2 separate regions of the Mus musculus genome follow, and region 1 is linked to region 2. Evidence: chromatin contacts called from public Hi-C data. All regions are on one chromosome and are shown on one strand. The core of a region is the stretch at or near the end of the contact, and the rest is flanking DNA. Distances in the headings are between cores, read along the strand shown.

The links. Hi-C and Micro-C count contacts between places; a contact is called where the count stands out from the background.
Region 1: a Hi-C map of myocytes shows a contact between it and region 2, with 2.5 times the contacts expected there. The contact joins two enhancer-like sites. A contact is called at or near these places in 1 of 484 Hi-C or Micro-C datasets (myocytes) and 1 of 9 other capture datasets (embryonic stem cells).

The regions. Positions count from the first base shown.
Region 1 is chr14:47,029,635-47,036,426 of GRCm38.p6, forward strand. All of the region lies in intron 3 of Samd4 (sterile alpha motif domain containing 4), which reads left to right. Among named protein-coding and RNA genes, the nearest start is that of Gm52121, 25 kb to the left of the region's middle. Within about 2 kb of position 2,092, at least 13 of the 459 cell types and tissues checked have an H3K27ac peak or open chromatin away from gene starts, as enhancers often do. A contact at or near this core is called in myocytes, where this site is marked.
Region 2 is chr14:46,946,443-46,953,435 of GRCm38.p6, forward strand. The region is part of intron 2 of Samd4 (sterile alpha motif domain containing 4); the gene reads left to right. It overlaps Gm52120 (a long non-coding RNA gene), which reads left to right. Exons shown (of 2, transcript XR_003951144.1): 1 at 1-1,422; 2 at 1,454-6,993. Among named protein-coding and RNA genes, the nearest start is that of Mir378c, 5.0 kb to the right of the region's middle. Within about 2 kb of position 4,734, at least 9 of the 459 cell types and tissues checked have an H3K27ac peak or open chromatin away from gene starts, as enhancers often do. A contact at or near this core is called in myocytes, where this site is marked.

The sequences.
Region 1 (6,792 bases), core at 842-3,341, 81 kb after region 2:
CTTGTGGGATGCAGGATCAACCTCAGACTATGAGGCCTGGGTGCAAATGCTTCTACCTACTGAGCTAGCTCACCTTCACACAGCTACAAGAGTTGTAACAGGCTGCTCTGTGCAGTAAGACATCTGATTTGCTTACTAAGACATTGATACTCATCAGCTTTTTGTTACCAATGAAAATATGGGAGGCCAGGCAGTGGTGGCACACGCCTTTAATCCCAGCACTTGGGAAGCAGAGGCAGGTGGGTTTCTGAGTTCGAGGTCAGCCTGAAAGGAAGAAAGAAAGAAAAAAGAAAGTATGTGAGTCTGCAACCCTATAGGTGGAACAACAATATGAACTAACCAGTACCCCCCCAGAGCTCGTGTCTCTAGCTGCATATGTAGCAGAAGATGGCCTAGTTAGCCATCACTGAGAAGAGAGGCCCCTTGGTATTGTAAACTGTATATGCCCCAGTACAGGGGAATGCCAGGGCCAAGAAGTGGGAATGAGTGGGTAGGGAAGCAGGGCGGGGGGAGGGTATGGGGAACTTTCGGGATAGCATTTGAAATGTGTATAAAGAAAATATCTAATGAAAAGAAAAGGAAAGAAAACAAAAAGAAAAAGTATGTGAGCCAGGCTAGTTTATCAAAGAAATTCACTCAGCCTCCAGTAGTTCCGGAAGCTCAAGGGCTTGCTTGGCACCTGCCTGGGCTCAGTTCTGGGAGGATCCATTTGGCTGTCCCACATCATGGCAGATGGCAGTCTCAAGACCATGTGTACAAATGATCACACGACAGTCAGGAAGAGGGAGGAGCTGGGCATGGCCAGGCTCAGGTTTCTATGTCAAGCCTTGATGAGAACTACCTAGGACTTTGTGAAAATCTCCCTAATGGATCTCAAGTGATCTAAAGGCCCCCTGGGTGTCCCTAAGTGTCCCATGCTACACTACAGGACACCACTAGTCACATAAGATGTTGAGAGACAAGCTACATGCAGTGTCCCATGAAGAGAACTATAAGGCTATGTGTGACATCTTAGATATTTAAATTCGGGATATAAATAACAAAATGATTTGTGTTGTTTTGTTACTGTTTTTAGATTTCTTTATTTTACATATACAGGTGTTCTGCCTGCATGTATGTTTGTGTACCACATATGTGCAGTGCCTGGAGAGGCCAGGAAAGGGCACTGGAGCCCTCAGAAAAGGATGGTAGCTGCCATGTGCACGCTGGGGTTTGAATCTCCATTCTCTGGAAAAGTGCTCTCAATGACCGAACCGTCTCTTCGATACCCAAAAAAGGTGTTCTTGATCAATAGCTAGGGGTATAGTCATGGATAAGTTATTTGACTATTAAATATCTCTTTTATTCATATATTAGATGGGGATAAATTTTTATCAGAAGACCTCTCAGTGGTCCTGCTCAGGATGGGAAATTGATGTGTTCATTGTAATAGCCATTAAAAACATTGAACCATAAAGAATAAGACCTTAAGCACTTTAACTTAAAGCTTGAATATGTACACACCCTTTCATCATCAGTGAATTTTTAGAAATCATTTTACCTTGTGTGTACGGGTGTTTTGCCTGCATGTATGTCAGTGTGTCATGGGCACAATTGGTGCCCACAGAGGCCAGAAAATGGTGTTAGATCCCCTGGAACTGGTGTTACAGGGGATTGTGAGCCATCATGTAGGTGCTGATAATTGAACCCAGTCCTTTGGAAGAGCAGCTAGTGCTCTTAACCACTAGAGCCCAGAGCTCCATAGTCTTTTTGTGTAGAATTTTATTCCTTTTCTCGTCGTGTGATGAAAGCCCCGACAGAAGGAACTTAAGGGAGAAGGGAATTGGGGGTCTCATGGTTTCAGAAGGTATAGTCTGTCATGGTAGGTCAGGGGAGGGGTGATGGGATCACGTGACAGGAGGAGAACAGGGCAGATAGCAAATCCTGGCTTTGACCTTTACCATCTCAACCCTGACGGCCTCCTCCCACCAGACAGGCCCTGCTGCCAAAGCCACCACAACCCTCACAACAGGACCACAAGCTAGAAACCCAGCACTGTTCGTGACATGACCCTGTGGGGTAGTGGACCTTCCACCCCTCTTCTCCAATGAGTCAGAACACAGCAGCTGTGAGGGCCCTGCTAGTCAGCTGTTGAATGAGCAATACATAGAAGACACAGCCACAACCTCATGCCCCAAAATTTGGTCTATCCTCTCAATTAGATCAGGGACATTAAGGCTTGCAATTAGTCTTTTCTGTGTGTGTGTGTGTGTGTGTGTGTGTGTGTGTGTGTGTGTGTGTGTGTGTGTGTGCACACACACACACACACACACACACACACACACACGGACTTGCTTTTGAGTGTGAGTATCTGAAATACAGACTCATCATAATGATCCAACCACAGTAACTGTGGATTCTTCACTGGTAACTTTGGTCTCCTAATTAGATGGAACAGTTCTAATGATCCCACATTTTCTTCTGTCTCAGTATCATTTGCATTCCTTTCTTCTTTTATTTTTGAGATATAATACAATTACATCATTTTCTCCTTCGTTTTCCTCCCTCCAAACCCACCCTCCATATACCCCTCCTTGCTCTCTCATATTCGTGGTCTCCTTTTCTTTACACACACACACACACACACACACACACACACACACACACACTGCTTGATCTGTATAATGCTGCTTGTTCGTTTGTGTTTTCAAGGGCTGACCCCCAGCTGGTGTGTCCTTCCCTAGGGAAGGCTGTTTCTCCTGCTCTCGGCATTTCTTAGTTGCTAGCAGTACTTTAGAGCTCAACTCCACCCCCACCCCCTCATCAACACATTTATGTCTATTGGTGTCATGGGTTTTTTGTTTGTTTTGTTCTGGTTTTAAGACTAGGCAGGGGTCAGGGGGAGGAGTTGGAGAGGAAGGAATGAGGAGTAGGTTTGATCAAAATACATACACAAGTATAAAATTCTCAATTAAAAATTAGAAGACCCTTATAAAACCTTGAAAAATCCAGTATTTGTCTAGGAAAATGGCTGAGTGGTTAAGACCACATATTGTTCTTATAGAGAATCTGAGTTCAGTTCCCAGCCTTCACATCAGGCGGGCAGCTCACCCCTGCCTGGCAATCCAGCATCAGAGAGCCGACCCCTCTCTCAAGCCTTGAGCCCGTGTGCACACATGCACATAAGTGCACATAAATTAATAATAATAATAATAATAATACCTAGTATCCTGTAAATACCGTGATCCCTCCCAAAGGTTGTTTCAGCAACATATTAAGTCTTATTAAATAACTTGAAACATATCTGATTTTTTTAAAGGAAGAATAAATAGTAAGTAAAGGTAGCTATCAATGTTCTGATTTTGAGTCTACTACTAAACAAGAATGATTTGTAGTAATGTAAGAGTATTATTCAGATTTATCAAAATAGTCCTTAAGTAGCAGAATGTCACTCACTAATGTACAGATACATGACACAGAAGTGTGACCAGTCCTGAGCATGCAGAGCGTTTCCAGGAAAAAATAGTATGTCATGTTGAAAGGGTTAGCAATCTACCCCCGTGTCGCTCTGAGTAGCATAGACTCCCAGGGATTCCCAAGCCTTTAGAAAGGACTAAGGGTCATACTCTGCTCCTTCATTCTGCGTTTACAAGACAGGGAAGTCTCCATCCCAGAGAGTACCAAGACTGAACACCCAGCACTGAGTGCTCAGCACTGTGGGGGTCAAAGCTGGGTTGGGTCCCCTGCCAGAATCCATGCTCTCTGTACGTTCAGAAGCTCTCATTGTACTTTGGCCTCCTTCACATTTAAAAAAAAAAAAAAAAAGGATTTGAAAACCAGGAAATGCTACCTGGATACTGGAAGCAGGAAGTGGGGGGCTGTGGTCAGGCGAGGGAAACAGTCTCTGCTCCGCCACTCAGTGAGTCCAGGCAAGCACTCTGGCCAGCCACTTAGAAAGGTATAGAAAGCAGAGGCATGAAGATGCTTGGGAAGAGAGTGGAGGAAAGAGCGGCATTCTAACAGAAAACACAGATGGTTAGCCTGGAGCAGGCCTGCTAAGAAGGAGCAGGAGGATAATATGGAAAACTACCGGAGTCTCTTATTAAAAGAAGCATCTCTAGGCACTGCCCAGTTTCCGCTGTTTAGAAAGAAAAGGACACAGGCAAGAAATGCTAGTCAAGGTCTTAGTGAGGGTAGAATTCTGGTCCAGGCCTCAGTTGGGATGGGGATGGGGAGAATCTGAACCATATCACATGGGGTAAGGGGTCCCAGGCTTGCCTAGAGCTCCTATGATCTCCTAGTTCAACCTCCCAAGGGAGCTACGCCTTGCTACTAGCTTGTGCCACCACATCCAGCTCTCTTTCATTTAAACACACACACACACACACACACACACACACACACACACACACACACACACACACACCCCTCTGTCTGAGACTCCTCAGGCTCAGTTGGCTGTGGCCTGGATTCCAGGCCATTTGAAACCATTTTTCCAGCACTCAGGGTTTCATCCCACATGGTGGGATTCTTTTGGAAGCAATGGGAACTCTTTGGAGGCTCTGTGTTTTAAAGCAGCGATTCTCAACCTGTGAGTCGTGACCCTTCTGGGAGTTGAATGGCCCTTTTGCAGGGGTCACATACCAGATATCCTGCATATCAGATATTTACATTATGATTCATAACAGTAGCAAAATTACAGATTTGAAATAACAATGAAATAATTTTATGGTTGGAGGTCACAACATGAGAGCCTGCATTAAATAAAGGGTTGAGGCATTAGGAAGGTTGAGAACCACCTTGTTTTAAGGAGTTTGGTAACTATTTGACACATTACCATTCCCGCCTGTGTTTCCACAGTGGAAGCAGAGACAAGCAACTTTGGAGCTATTTTCAACTGTAGATTCGAAACAAAACTGAAACAAAGCAACAGTCAGCGCCAAAATCAAGAGCTATCCCTCAATACTAGGTCCCCCAGATGGTCTATGATTAGCCTCCGTGGGTATCAAGGCTTCCAAACACTGCCAACAGCTGGAACATCAGCCTCCTTAGGAGCAAAGAATGAAAGTTACAAAGAAGCAGAGTAGGTTTGCTTGTCTGCTGTCAGCATCCAAGAGAGGCATCTGATAGAAAACACAGAGATGACATCTCTCATCCTGCTTCTATTCCTAAGAAGCTGCCCGACAGCATCTGTTTGAGTCAAATCATTTCCCATTGACTAAACGTGTGATTTGTAGTGTAGATTGTCTGGTTTTAGCTCATTAATCTTCACCAGCAGGAACTCTTCAAATCTGAAGATTCCGGTCCCCATCTCCCGAGATTCTCACTCACCATTCATAAGCTGGAACATATTTAAGAGAATTTATGGAGAATATTCCTGGAGATGATTTTTTTTTCCCTAGGGTATATAGCTGATCTCCGTATGTTGGGATGATTAACAGGAACTTTTTTTTTTCTGCTGTAGGCAAGTTCCATTATATGATGGTTTGGCCTCTCCTCAGCTGTCCTTATAAATGCATAGAAGGGCAGTCATCCCAAGTATGGTCAGAAGCTAGAGAGAGAGAACATGTTGGCATGAGCCCACCAGTGCCACCTGGTCTGGGTCTGCATCCGCTGGCTGTACTGAGAGAATGGTGGAGCTCACAGCCCGCTTCTGAAGTTGGAGGGATTTTGTAGTCATTAGGCCTTTGGGAGCTCTTCTGTGAGAAAGCTGCTCACACAGGCGTGCGTGTCTTTAGTCAAGTCGTACTTGTGACACTGTCTTTAACTCTGCTAGGTCTGGCAGCGTCATCTTTAGCACCTCAAGTAAAAGTTACATGCAAATGTTAACGTGAGAGTCAGAGCTCACTCAAGAACAATAAAGCAGGGGACTGGGAGAAGTAAAAACAAAGCAAAACCCACACATCTGTACAGCTGTTTATTCACGGAACATAGCTCCAAATTCAAGAATAACAAAGCACTGTTGGCTAACCCTAAGTCTAAGAGTCCTTGCTTCTCAAGAGTGCCCCCGCCCCTTTGTGGGGACAGTATAAACTGTGTGATTTGGGTTAACCAGTCCCTAAAAGTGGATCTGAGCTGCAGGCACATCCCAACGCTAAGGTAAGCATGGTTGCTTAGTGCACCTGTTCTCTGGAGTGCATGCTTGCCCACGCTCAGAGAAAGTGGCCATCTTGCAGGCAAATGATGTGTTCCTTGGCCGTTTTCTTTCCATTTCGGTGTGTCTGTAAACAGGAATGTAAGGATTTGTGTAGCCCTGGTCCTGTCCTATTTTCTGTTGATGACCTTGCTGTCCCTAGAGACAGCTGTATAATTTTGGCTTCTTAGGGCTTCCTCTGCCCCCACAGCTCACTCTGTGAAGCTGAGACGGTGGCCAATGGCAGACTGTTAGGCAGTCGCCCACTCAAACGGTGCTCCCCAAGTGCTCAACTGGAAGCTCAGAATTCTGGGTCCTTCTTGGTGCCCAAGTTCTCCCTCCCTCACAGCTCCAGGCTGCACGGCAGCAGCTTTCCAGCCTGGGAAGGCTCCTGGACAGATGTTTAAAATGGTCGATACCGGCAGTTCATTGCTCTTCCATAATGAATAGAGCACGTAAGGGAGTTTATGTTTATGTCTTGGATTTTCACTCCAGAAAAGGAGCCTCAAACCATGGCCGAGAAACAGCAAATGCTCCTGTCTCTGAACGGAGGCTCTGTGATGCTGGCTCGCCCCAAGTAGCTTAGGAGCAAGAGGATGAACACATTTGGCAATCATCCTCTCAAACTGCTGTTACTCCAGGCAAAGCTGCCACTGAAGTCCAGCATGGGAGACTGCTTT
Region 2 (6,993 bases), core at 3,484-5,983:
TTTTCTTACCTTCCCACTGTTTCTTCTATCTCTTTGCTTACTCATACACAATATACATATTTGTGTTCTCTAGATAAACAAAAGAAAGAAAAGCAAAGTTACAAGAGGTTAAACTTGACATGTCAGGTTTGGTTTTTTCTTCTTCTAAACTGCCTGTCTTGGAGAATAGCCCATGTACTACCTGAGGTCATAGAATTCTGTGAAAAAAATGTGTATTGGAAGGTGGTTTTACATAGAGAGCAAGAGCGTGGGATCTGATCTTCCAGGTTACCACTTGCAAATACCTCTATGCTCTTTATGCCTTAGTGCTTTTTCATGTAAAATAAGGTATGTGTTTACCTCCCAGAAGTTGTAGTGAGGCATGTGGAAAATGTCTAACGAATTTTCAGTCCTGTTTAAGGAGGTTCTGTTAATGGGCATTTAGGTAATGGCTAGAATTTTGCAATTCAGCAATAAATAATGCTGATATATAATTTCACACATGTACATGTTTATACTTAGAATTAATTTTTGTGGTAAAAATTCTGGCTTAAATGAGAATATATATATATATATATATATATGCATTTAGGTTTTGATAGATCTTGCAATTTGTCTGTTCAAAGAGGTTATACCAATCCATAGTTTCAGGCCATCTTAGGGTCTTTATTGCTGTAAAGAAACACCATGACCACAGGAACTCTTATAAAAGAGAGCATTTAATTGAGGCTGTCTTACCGTTTCAGCGGTCTAGTCCTTTATTGTCATGGTGGGAAACATGGCAGAGAGACATTGGTACTAGAGAAGGAGCTGAGAGTTCAACATCTGGATCTGCAGGCAGCAGAAGGAGACAGGAGACACACTGGGTGTAGCTTGAGCATAGGAGACCTCAAAGCCTGTCCCCACAATGATGCACTTCCTCCAACAAGCCACACCTCCCAATAGTGCAACTCCCTATGGGGCACGAATTCAAACACATGCGTCTATGGGGGGGGGCATGCCTATTCAAACCACCACAAGCCATAGTGTGTAATTCTGAATATATGGGTAGAGTTATGTGAATACTTTAGCTTGGGTGGTCATGGAAGCCTGCTCTGTGGATGTAACATGGACATTAAATCCCAGATCATAATAGAGAACTAACTACATAAGCTCTGGGAACACAAAAAGCTGGGGTTGACCCTTATGTACTCAAAGATTAGAAAGTAGGCCAGTAGCTAGTGTTGTAAAACACATCTATAAGCCCAGCATTGAGGAGCTGAGTCAGAAAAGTCACTGAAACTTTGAGGCCAGCCTGGGCTATGTAGAGAGGTCATATTGGGAGAGGAAGGAAGAAAACAAAGTAAGACGGAAGGAAAAGCAAAAAGGAAAGGAAAGGCCAGTGCAGGCACAGGTGGGCAATGAGGAGGCAGGTGCAGGCACAGGTGGGCAATGAGGAGGCAGGTGCAGGCACAGGTGGGCAATGAGGAGGCAGGTGCTAGGCTGTGGTTAAGATGAGAAGGCGAGGTTTGTACAGACTCTACACGAGATTGTGTTTTAAGTACAATAGAAATCAGTAGAAGTCTGTTTGTATGGTTGCTTTTATTTATTTATTTTTTTGAGACAGGGTCTCTCTTGGAGTCTGGGCGGGTCTTGAACACATTATGTAGCTGATGAAGACCTGCCTCTGCCTCCAAGTGATAAGATTAGGGGCATGGGGCACTATGTTTAGTCCCATTGGAGGATATAAGGTGTTTTTTTTTTTTTAATTACCTCTCATCGTAGACAATAGATAGTTGGAGGCAAGAAGAGGCGGCAAGGAGATGAGTTGGGAGTTACTTACTGACCAACCATTTCCAGAGGAACTGGAGTTGGAGGGGTGGAGCCTGCTCACTTGACTGGTGGCTTGAGTACAGAGGGCTGGGGAAGGGCAGTGAGACAGCAGAGAGAGAACCCAAGGACTATGCTGCTCTCTTGGCTCTGCTATTACTAGAGGTGTGACCTTGGACAATAGTCTTTCTTATTAGTTCCTTAATGTTCTTTTATTGTAAAATGAAGAGTCATTCCCTTGTCGTGGTATGAGTAAAAGGTGGCGTATATGTATACACATACATATATATGTGTGCATATATGTGTGTGTGTGTGTCTATATTTATGTATGTATATATGTGTGCGTATCTCTATATGCTATATGTATGTGTATGTGCTACATAAAGTCAGCTGGTGTCATGCATTAAGCTGGGGAAGGCTGGAGATACAGGGTGAGCCCATTCCTATCTGCTTTACTATTCTGTCCTTAGTTTACGCAGCAGTACTTGCATGTAGTAGCCATTAAGTACTATTGAATGAAATGATTGAATGAGCAGAAACTAGACCCATGAGAAGCAGAATGGGATTGGACAAATGTCAAGAGAGACATTACACGATGCTATACATCCAAATTGATAGTAGAAAGCTTGTGCTATTTATAATGAAGACTAAAACTTCAAAAGAATTAAAAAAAAAGATACTGACACAGTACCACGAGCAGTGGTGTCAGCAGAACTTTCGAGTGAAGTTTTTCCTTTAAGGCTTCGGGTCCCCAAGACTAAAAAGCAAGGTTTGACCCCTGAAGCTCTTCTGTGTTCCCCAGGCAGCTCCCTGACATGGTTTGGACCCTGGGGCTTGTCATTCAAGAACATTTGTAGAGAGAAAGGAATCCCATTTCTTAGTAGCTCATAAATGGGTTTATAATTAAATGTAGAGTGAAGAAGGCATACCGCAATCTTACGAATTAAATAATTCAAATGAGGAAAACTAAAACAGGCATGATTCAGCGGCGCAAAGATAAAATGTCAGGGCCTCAAGTTCAATTGATCTTATCCTAACAGCCATGGTCACATGCTCACTCATCTATTCTAGAAAGGGTCACCAAGCAACTACCGTGTGGCAGACACAGGCACCTGGGACACCTCACACAAGAAAGAGAAAAAAGAAATAAATGAAAGTAAGAAAGAGATGGCTGTCTTCTTGGAGGGAAGGAGGATGACAGCCAATGGCAGGCGGTGTCCAGCAGGAGAGCATCCATCTTTTTGAGAGCTGATGGATGCTGACTGAAAACAAATGGGCAAGCAGAAGACTGCAGCTGCGAGGTTAGAACTTGTGCAGTGAGAGCGACACGGGCGAAAGGGACTCACGGAGATGAGTTTGCATTTGGGAGAAGGTTGCTCCGTGAACCCGGAACAGCTGTCCCCACCCACTCCATCGCATCTCTGCCTTATTTTTAAAGACAGGGTCTTTCAATGAACCTACAACTCACTGGTTGATTAGACTGGCTGGTCAGTAAACCTTAGGGATCCAGTCTCAATCTCAGTGCTGGGATTACACGTGCAAGCTGCTGCCAGGCCTGGCTTTTCATGAGGATGCTGGCAGTCCAAGTGCTATATGCCCAGACTCTGCTGATGGAGCCATCTCCCTGCCCCCATGACTTAGACATTAAAAAGTGGAATTTGGCTTTGGATATGAGAAAAACTCTTTTGAGAAATGGGTAGACCAGTTAAGAGGTTGGAGGAGTAAGATAGATGATACTGGGTCACTCTAGGCTGACACTTTCGGTGGAAAATGGCCATGTTCTGGATAGGATCTCCCTGGAAGGCAGGCATCAGACTTTCCTAGGACTGAATACAGGGTGTGAGCGAAACAGTTAAGAATTACTCCCCAGATCTTTAGCCTGGACAACTAGAGGGGTGAAGATTTCATCAACGGAGACCAAGGGCCTGGGGTGAAGTTCAGAAAAGCAGTCTGGGCATATTGTCGTGGATGGTAGTTACATTGCCAAGGCCATATGTTGACTAGGCAGCTGGATATGCAAGTCTGGAGTTCAAGGGAGAGTGACCATGGTAGGTAAATAAATCTGAGAATTATTTGTCTGTAACCATCTATATGACGAAAGACCACATGAGCTCACGAGGGGACTGAGGACTGATAGATCAGAGATAAGGACGGGAGCTGAGTTGTGGACTTAAGAGGCAGGAAGAGGTATAGGGATTATCAGGCGTTGCCAGTGCTGGCACGAAGCCAGGGCGCACAGAATACCTGAAGCCTAGAAAGAATGTGGAAAGGGAGCCATAGCTTGTGAGTTGAGGGGTGGTCAGGCTCCTCCTGTCACCCAGAGAGATACTGAGGATCAGCACTGGGGTGGCAGTGCAGAGGAGTGGAGAGAGAGGCCCCAAGGTCCCAAAGAGTGCAGCATCCACTTCCTCCCTTAGAGAAGGACGCCTCTCCTTCCAGTTGTCCTGCTTCTCCAGGCACGGAGAAAGGAGCAGGCTGGAAATAGCACTTTGAGTGACACAGCGATGTGTCTCTGACCCTTCTGTGACACTAGTTACATTAAACCAGTCCTAAATGGCCCTTTGGGACTCCCAAGCAGATAAGATTTCTTTCTCTTTTGTTTCATGTGCCACTCAGGACCTCTTGAATTCTTGCAGTTTTTATTAAGGATTTCTTATCCACCAATAAGCAACACTCAGACCCCACAACCCCTGTGGTAATGGATTGCACGGTTATTTAAGGATGGTCTCAGGCACCAGCGTGGACCAGTCATTGCCCAAAGCCTCCACCTTATTAAGCACTTGCCAAATGGCCGGCTCCTGTTCTTCCTTCCTTCCTGGAAGCCTTCTCAATCCCCAAAGCTATTTTTGTAGCAAAGAGATTATGACAACATATGGAGGCCTCACTCTGCTCCCCCAGAGCACAACAAAGTCTTGTCTTTGCTTCAGCCAGCCACTTGGTGAATGCCACAGGCTTTGGGCAACTGTGAGTCCTCGTGATTTGTGGGACTTTACCAGAGAGCCACAGCACACACGGCAGCTGGTCTGAAGAACATACTAACCTGATGTTTCCCGTTCGTGTGGGGCATGGAATCTTCTCCATTTGTCAAGCAGAGTTGGTCCTGTCAATCCCACAAATCCCTGGGTGTATTCACATCTCTGCCTCGAACAAAGGCAGTACAATCCTAGAAGATTGGCGTTCTGTGAGCAGCTCAACGCAGTGAGGGTTGTTGAAGACTTTTAGCGTTAAATATATTCTCTCTTTTCAAATAAACATAAAAGGAAAGGAAAAGTTGTGATGAATTGTCAGCTCTCGGTTTAAAATCGGACTCATCTGTAAGCAAAACATTATCATTCTTTGAGCAACAAGCAAATCTGAGTAAGCGATTGCCAGTCATTTATTACAGTGTTCTCTACCGTCTCAGGATAGAGCACACGGCGAGTTATAGCAGAATCCCCAAACTAATTTATATCATCATGGCAACTAGTTGTAATAATTTCCAGCCAGGCTCGAAATTGAAAAGTTCATTTTGTTGTCTGGATCCATGGCCGTTCCACGAGAGCAGACACTTGGCAGCTCAATTTTTAAACGTTGTTGAAGAAAAATCCCTCCCTGTGCCGATCAGGTTGTTTTGGCTTTGGGAAACTTAGTGCTTTCTAAAGAAAATCTGACCATGTTCAAGTTTCTTCACCTTAGGGCACAGAAGTCCTCTCTCTTGTCTTATTGTGGGTCTGAAGGCTCCAGATTCACTAAGCTCGAGGACACAGCCAGTTAGATTTGTGACCCCTACCCCTCAGTGCTAACAGACCCCGGCACGTTAATACCTCCTGCCTCTTGTTTCTTCATCTCTGTTACTGAAAAATGGCCTTCGTTGTAAATCTGCTGATGAGATTATGTGAGATTATGCTTTACCACTCCCATCTGCAGGCTTGATCATGGGGGGAAATATGATGTAGGTTAACTCAGAAGGACACCTCAGCATGCGTTTCTCATCTGCATCCTCTACCCCCCTTAATGCATCTTACACATCACCTACGAAGGTTTCAGGTCAGGGGTGAAAGGGCCAGATGAGGTCTAGGAGGGTGGTCAGCTACCTGTGTAGGGACACTCTTCATGGCCACCATCAGTTGGGCCACATAAAGCAGCAGTGGCCAACACCTCCCTTTATGGCTGGTTGTTAGTCGGCTTTGATTGAGTGTGTATCTTTTGCTCAGGGATTTCAAACTAACCAGCACACTCACTCTGCTGCTTGCCTATCTCAATGAGATGTCCTGAGCAACAGCTGCGGGTAGGGTGTGTGTGTGTGTGTGTGTGTGTGTGTGTGTGTGTGTGTGTGTGTGTGTGATGAGCAATAGTTGAAACACACATATACTCACACCCTTGCTGCTGGTTCCTGATTCTTCTTTATCTGGCTTCTCAACAAGGAAGGACATTGAAAGATCTGACATTCTGGTATTGACTTTCCCTTTAAAATACTAGATCCTTAGAATTCCTTTTCAACAGACTGTGTCTGGCCAGAAAGTCTACATGAATTGAAGAATTGAAGCAAAATATTTGTATTTGACTGAAAATATATATAACTTTGGGATTTTGTTTGCAACATGTTTTCAGTCCAATATCTGAAGACGTGATACTGGAGCCACGCCAGGGAAGGGTCGTTCCTGTTACTGCTCCTCCAGGGGAACAAACCAAACATATCACCACTGTTTTTTCTTTCCCTGGAAACTTACAACCTACCCCCAGCACTTGACAACTTGGTATTTGTTCTGGGGATTTCCATCTGCACTCTGGTTTTGTGACTTCATTTTTGCAACCATAGAGATTGGTGGCTAGCCTGTGAAGTATCTTACCTATGTTTGGGATGTCAGGGGTCCTTGTTAACATTGGTGCTTTTATCAGACAGTCCTGTATGGGACCCTCCCACGGATGTTGCCTGTTCCCTATGGAAAGAGCCTCTTTCCTGCATGTAGATGGTTTTGGCTTACCTAGGGAGAAGCTGGCAGTCTTGTTTGCAGACTTTCGTTTTTCATCAGCAGTCCGGTGGTGACAGTGAGCCCTAGCTGTTTCTTCCAGTCACTGGCTCACAGGAATGGTGCTGAATGCTTAGAGGTAGCACAGAGCTTCAGGGATTGCAGGAGCTTCACCAATGTGCCCTCACTCTAGCCCTCCATTGTCACAGCAGTAGGTCTTACCTCATGGTTGATTAGTGTGCTTGGTGCCTTGGGG